Regions from separate parts of the Sus scrofa genome. Here region 2 is linked to region 1. The links are chromatin contacts, called in public HiChIP or PLAC-seq maps. All regions are on one chromosome and are shown on one strand. Each heading gives the region's core, a stretch centred on a gene start, on an enhancer-like site or on the middle of the called end of the contact. The rest is flanking DNA. Distances are from core to core; before and after follow the strand shown.

What was found. HiChIP or PLAC-seq counts read pairs in DNA pulled down with a chosen protein or histone mark.
Region 2: a contact with region 1 is called in an H3K27ac HiChIP or PLAC-seq map of alveolar macrophages. The contact joins the promoter of SNRNP35 here to the promoter of TMED2 in region 1. A contact is called at or near these places in 2 of 5 promoter capture datasets (fetal liver and liver), 3 of 47 Hi-C or Micro-C datasets (embryonic fibroblasts, fetal heart ventricle and subcutaneous adipose tissue) and 1 of 2 datasets of contacts at active chromatin or transcription factors (alveolar macrophages).

What each region holds. Positions count from the first base shown.
Region 1 is chr14:29,398,092-29,401,731 of Sscrofa11.1, reverse strand. TMED2 (transmembrane emp24 domain-containing protein 2) reads left to right here and starts at 1,278. Exons shown (of 6, transcript XM_003359088.4): 1 at 1,278-1,435; 2 at 1,438-1,571; 3 at 3,102-3,294. The coding sequence starts at 1,393.
Region 2 is chr14:29,475,589-29,478,966 of Sscrofa11.1, reverse strand. It overlaps SNRNP35 (U11/U12 small nuclear ribonucleoprotein 35 kDa protein), which reads left to right and starts at 1,916. Exons shown (of 2, transcript XM_003359089.4): 1 at 1,916-2,091. It overlaps RILPL2 (RILP-like protein 2), which reads right to left and starts at 832. Exons shown (of 5, transcript XM_013982786.2): 1 at 782-832.

The DNA.
Region 1 (3,640 bases), core at 29-2,528:
TCATAGCCTGGAATCTTCTTTCACAGTACCTGCATCTGTTTATTGACACCTGAGCAGGAAACTGGATATTGGGCCACTACTGCCCCCTATTGTCTGGTAGTCTTTGAAGAAATAATCCTTCAAACTTGCATTGCTTATTCACATAAATGGTATCATCTGATCTTCATGATAACTTTACATGATAAGCATAAAATGTGCTATCACCCCCTTTATACAGATAAGGAAATTTAAGTTCAGAGAGTGATGGAACATAATTAAGGTTACACAACTATGTGTAAAACTGGAGTAACAACCCAGGTCTCCTCATCAGGCCAGTTCAATGAACTTGATGTGTCAACTAACACATCATGAGTGAGATCTTTTGTGACCCTAGGGGAGGGCCTGAGAGAGCAGCATATATGTGCCAAGACTTGTGCCTCATGAGTGACACAGACTGGTAAATAAGTATAACTTAGAGGGTGCAAATCTACCTTGTAAGCACAGAGGAAGGGGCTAGAATTTGGCAGTGGGAGATCTAGGAACATTTCAAGAAGAGGAGAGGTGACATTTGAGTTGGGTTTTGAGGGGTGTGTAGGAGTATGCCAGGAGGCAAAGTGTACAAAAAAATTGTCCCAGTAGCTGGCAAGAGCAATGGGGCCATGGGGGTGGCAACTAGACTCTAGGGAAGTGAGAGAATTCTAACTTTGGAGGATGTAGACAAGGTTTTTTGTTTTCGGTAGTTGTATTATATATACATACAGTGAAATAAGGCGTATTAAGTATACAGTTTCTTTAGTTTTTAAAAAGGCATATGTAAACACTCATGTACCCATCGTTTAGGTGACGATGTAAAACATTTCCAACATCTCAGGAGGTTCTCTCTCGTGCCCTTTCCCAGTCTCTATACCCTTCTCCATCCTTCCTCCGTCGGTTTTTGCGAGGTGAGGGCAGGCTAACATAAATATTAAAGCCCTTGGTTTCAGCTCCATTTCCTCCTTCCACTCCTATTACTGCCTCCAAATCTTCTGCCATCTTTACGGACAATCCTAAGAAGATACTGCACTAGGGGGAGGAGGGTTATTGCTACTGTTTTTTCCTCGTGTGGTCCATGTGAAATTTAAGTTGTAAGCGCGACTGGAGAGAGGAAGAGGACAATGGTTTCTGGTCCTTCGGAGCCACCGTCCAGGCTCGGCCCGCGCGGAGACGCCTTGTCCCTCGGCGGCTGCCGTGCGTCCGTTACGTGGCAGCTGCAGGCGCCCGCCAATCCACGGCGCCCGCATCAGCCCCCTCGGGTGGCGCAGCCGGAAGGGGCGGGGCTGAGGCGGCGGCGGCTGAGAAGGTAGTGGTGGCGGCGGCGGCCACGGCGGCTTTGGAGGCCGCGCTCCCGGTCCTGGCTTCGGCCCCAGCCCCACCATGGTGACGCTCGCTGAGCTGCTGGTGCTCTTGGCCGCCCTCCTGGCACGGCCTCGGGCTACTTCGTCAGCATCGACGCACATGCCGAGGAGTGCTTCTTCGAGCGGGTCACCTCGGGCACCAAGATGGGCCTCATCTTCGAGGTGGCCGAGGGCGGCTTCCTGGACATCGACGTGGAGGTGCGGGCGCGCTGCCCGCGACCGAAGCGGGGTCTTGCGGCCGCTCGGGGGTTGCCGGCGCGCGGGGCCCGCCGGCGCGCGGGGCCCGCGGGGGGAGCGGGACATCGAGGCCACTGTCCGAGTTCTGGGAGGGGCGCTGGCCGCCACCCAGCGACCCTCTAACCTCCCTTTTCCCCGCATCTCCCCGGATTCCGGGCTCCCCACGGGATACGTAACCGTTGCTTGATTGCTTTGGATACTCAGCTTGAATGGCGGGTTCCCCTTGGAACCTCTTGCCGAGCTTTGTCGACCAGGCGCCGCGTGTCAGATCTGGGCCCAGGAGGCGCTTCACAGTCTCGTTTAGCTGGTGGCGGGTCTCGAACGGTCAGCAGCTGCTTTCCTCCATAGTGCAAATTAAAGTTGGCACGTGACATGGAAACTTCTGAAAAAGTAAATCGAAAGCTATTGAGATATGTAGGCAGACGTTCGCGTTGTGTTTTATTTTTCATGGAAATGATCCAGATTACCCGATTTTACGTGAATCTCCTTTACGTGATACCTCGTTTAGCCATCTCCGGCTAGGGGAGTGAGGCTGGTTATGCATTTTAGGTGTAATGACTGCAGCGAAGTGGAGAAAACGGAAAATTATTTTAAGAAGCCAACAGTCTGTAAATTATTTCCTGTGTCTTGTTTTAAGCCAAAAGAATGATTCGCCTCTAACTTTTTTTAGAAAATCAGATGTAATTAATATTTAAAGTCATCCGTTAGCATGATTAATTAGGTCTAAGGATTTTCCATTTGACACTGACCCTCAGCGGAGTTGGGCATAAATTCCACAAAACAAGTGAAATCCAGAAATAAGGAGCTACTGGAAGGACTGACTGTTAAAGTTAGCTGAGAGCTTAAGACACCAGCTATTCCAGTCTACAAGTTTTACAGGTGGCATGGGCTTCATAAGAGAAAGCAACTTGAACAAAGTCTAACAGCTGATATGCAGCAGCCTAGGATGAGAACATGGGTCTCAGAATATCCAATCTAGTCCTTTGTCTTATGTCTTCAGGCATCTCAGATAAAGCAGATTCCTTTACTGGCTGGCAGTAATCAATTAGCGAGACCCAGACATGTAGCTTGCTCAAAATTCTTAGGGTTTTGTTTTGTTTTGTGTTTTGTCTTTTCGGTGCCGCATGCACGGCACATGGATGTTCCCAGGCTAGGGGTCTAATCTGAGCTGTAGTTGCCCGCCTACACCACAGCCACAGTAACATCAGATCCCAGCCACCTCTGCGACCTACACCACAGCTCATACCAAGGCCTGGTCCTTAACCCACTGAGCAAGGCCAGAGATCGAACTCGAAATCTCATGGTTCCTGGCCAGATTCATTTCTGCTGCACTACGACAGGAATTTTGTGGAGTTCTGTCATTAAGTGAAGTGGAGTCAAGTGCAGGTTACATTTTCTTAGTGAATGTCCTATTGCTGATGGACTTCACTTTAGAAGTTTTATGATTTTGAATCTTTTGTGTAATCTCACACATTTCTCTCCTGCCTCCAGATTACAGGGCCTGATAATAAAGGAATTTATAAAGGAGACCGGGAGTCCAGTGGGAAATACACATTTGCTGCTCACATGGATGGAACATATAAGTTTTGTTTTAGCAATAGGATGTCCACCATGACTCCAAAGATAGTGATGTTCACCATTGATATTGGGGAGGCCCCAAAAGGACAAGACATGGAAACAGAAGGTAAGATGAACATTCTAAAGATTTTTTTAAAAATCATGTTCCAAGAATTAATATTCTGTAAATTTTATCCGCCTGAATGGAGTATTTATTTTGATATCTTATTCTAGATTCAGTCACTGTCTTTACAACCAAAAACCTTTTGTGAAATAAACTTTATAATTATCCAAATCTTCTGATTAACAAAAAGAAGTTACTGGAAGTTCATGTTTATATTTCAGTCTTTACAGTTGCCATTTCTGGCTGCTTTTCTTAGTCACTTTGTGCTCTTGTAAGCATGTAGGTTACTTGTATCTTAGGTTGTTCAGTTAACTTGCTAATTCTGGTATGTACATCTTTATTTGCTCAT
Region 2 (3,378 bases), core at 667-3,166, 77 kb before region 1:
GTATTCAACTGCATGTATATACCATACACACATATTTTTAAATATAAATGTTTAAACTATAGATATGGCTCATTTTTAAACTCAATACATTTTGTTAATGAATTTTAAGAAAACGTACTATATGGAGTTCCCCTTATGATTCACCTGGTAAGAAGACGACTAGTATCCATGATGGTGGTTCTATCCCTGGTCTCGTTCAGTGGGTTAAGGACCTGGCATTGCTTCAAGCTGTGATGTAGGTCACAGATGTAGTTTGGCTGAAGTGTTGCTGTGGTTGTGTAGGCCTCAGGTGCAGCTTTGATTCGACACCTAGCCTGGGGACTTTCATATGCCATGGGTTCAGCCCTAAAAAGCAAGAAAAGAAAAGAAAAGAAAAGGTACTATAAAGAAAGCTATAGATATTCAGGACCTTTGCTTCACGTACAAAATTCAATAAAGACTAAGAACAGTAATATAGGAGTTCCCGTCGTGGCGCAGTGGTTAACGAATCCGACTAGGAACCACGAGGTTGCGGGTTCGGTCCCTGCCCTTGCTCAGTGGGTTAACGATCCGGCGTTGCCGTGAGCTGTGGTGTAGGTTGCAGACGCGGCTCGGATCCCGCGTTGCTGTGGCTCTGGCGTAGGCCGGTGGCTACAGCTCCGATTCAACCCCTAGCCTGGGAACCTCCATATGCCGCGGAGCGTTCCAAGAAATAGCAACAACAACAACAGACAAAAGACAAAAAAAAAAAAAAAAAAAAAAGAACAGTAATATACCCTTAGTAAATGGTGATTTGGCTTACCTTCTAAGAATAAGATTGGAAGCAAAATGAGATGAGTTGTTTGCAGAAATCACCCACTTGTAAGAATGAATCAGAAAATGAGTGAATGAAGAACATCATGAGATACTCATCATCAGATTTATGAAAGCACAACTGTATCAAGTAATTCGTTGTTCAAGTCGTAATCTACCCGAATACACTGACCTAACAAAAAAGAAACATAACATAGTCTGAATGTATACATCTATCTACTCTATAAATATTTACTGACCACATGGGTCTCCCCTCCCACGCCCTGGTTTTAAATCTGGGCATGGGTTCTTAAAGGGTCATTTGGGGGAGTTCCCGTCGTGGCACAGTGGTTAATGAATCCGACTAGGAACCATGAGGTTGAGGGTTCGATCCCTGGCCTTGCTCAGTGGGTTAAAAGATCCGGCGATGCCATGAGCTGTGGTGTAGGTTGCAGACGCGACTGGGATCCCGCTTTGCTGTGGCTCTGGCGTAGGTTGGCGGCTACAGCTTCGATTTGACTCCTACCCTGGGAACCTCCGTATGCCGCGGGAGCGGCCCAAGAAATAGCAAAAAGACAAAAAAAAAAAAAAAAAAAGAATCATTTGGGGACTTTCCAAAAAAATACATTTTTTTCAGAGATTCTGAATTCAGAGATCTCTGTGAGGCTCGGAAAACGGCATTTTAACACGCTTCCACGCGATTCTTGTTTCCGAGCTCACTTTGAAGAACTGTTTTGCTTGTGCGGGGAGCGAATTTGTTAAATTTAGGGGTTAGAAAAACTCTGGGAAAACATACGTACACAGTTTCCTTGTGAACTAGCATACGCATTTTCTAAGGAAAAAAAACAAAACAAAATCAATTTCTCACAGTGAACCTGAGAACGAAAAGTCTCACTGGCGCTCAAAGATCTCTTCAATAAGGAGAGCGATTCTGCGAATCTCACAGGATTAGCAGCACATTCGATAGTCTTCCAACTCAATTGTTCAATTTAGCATTTTTTGTCCTGGCGAAAAATTTTAGAAAAGCGAAAAGTTCATTCTTTTTGGAGACGATACTCAATGGAGCCTTCGATGCTCAATGCATGCGATTAGATTTTTTAAATGAAAGCAAAAACCAAATCAGGGCCCGTGACGAATCTGTAGCTCCCGATGTAAAGTTCCGGTCAGGCGGGCCGGAAGAACCTACCGTCGCTCCACGCTCGGCATCAGTCTCCATGGGAAAGGAATCCCGAGTCTTCTGAAGTGAACCAGAGCGGTTTAGTGGGAGCGGGGCCCACCCAGGCGAGGAGGACCAGGGAATTCCGCCTGGACAGTGTGTCGGTTAGTGTGTGGGCCGCCATGTTGAAGCCGGGCAAATGGGGAGACCTTTTGGGTTTATGCTGCGGGGAGCGGGGGCTATAACTTGGTTGGCAGGATGGTTCCTTCAGTCTTGCGCCTACCTACAAGGTGAGGGGCTGGGAGAGGTAGTCTGAAAGGCCGGCGGCCGAGAGACCGAGGTGCTGCGAGGGGACTGGGAGTATAGACTATCACAGAGACTTCCGCCTTGGCTTCCATAGCCTCACTGCGCGTGCTCGGAGGGCCCTGTGGGCCAGCCTTCAGTTTCCCACCTGGGAAGCGCGGGAGTGTTTTACTATGTATAATCAGCCTGGAGAGGTGTGTCTTGTCTGTTTACTTGTTTAATAATAGCTTTTATTTACATAATGCTTTATAATTATAAAACACTTTCGTAGGCCTTCTGTTATGCAGTGAAGAGGCGCTTAGCAACATTTTACAGATGATTTAAATTTTGCCCAAGATTGCACTAGGTCTTAAACCTGGGTGTTCTGACTCTAATTCCTGCGCTTTTTCACTTTCCGCCCTTCGGTCTTTAATGGTTCATTGACGCACCCATCTCCACCCCCCCCCCATTCATCTTTCACATCCCATCCTCGTTAATGAAATAATGACGAGAATATAAAATTTCAAAGAGATTGTTGAAGGAAATCTCAATATAATGTTGCAACGGAGAAAATACAGCAAGAAAGAATGAGAAGCCGTGAAGCCCGCTGTTTTCTTGGTATTTAGTATTGATAGGAGCATACAGATCGGGAAGGAAACAAAATTCATTTTATCCCTTTATAATTCTCTCCATATTTTAATTTGAAGAGCTCTTAAAGCTTTGAACAGGACTTCTGACCTTGTACAATTATGTCAAAAAATTTTTGGTGGATCGTTGTGAGCTTGTGGAATGGGGGAAGGGGTTTCTCTCCCATTTGGTTGCAGGGGTGGAGAGTGTGGGGGTTTTCAGCCTCAAAACCCAGACCTGGTCAGCTTTTTCCTGTCCCTCTCTCCAAAGCTTTATATTTTATGACAGCCATCTAAGAAAATAGTTAAGAACTTAATTTCTGGAGTCAAGAAAGCCCTTGGTTCTCATTACCTGGCTGGGCTACTTCTGTGTTTTGGGACAAAAGACAGCCGTTTTTGCAGCTCACCTTCCACATCTGAAATAGCAATAACAGAAGTACACGTGTCCTGGTATTGTTGAGAAGTGAAGGGAGATAAGTGCTTAGCACAATGCCTGGCACCTCCTAAGTGTTCAAGACAAGTTAACTATAATTGTTATGGTCT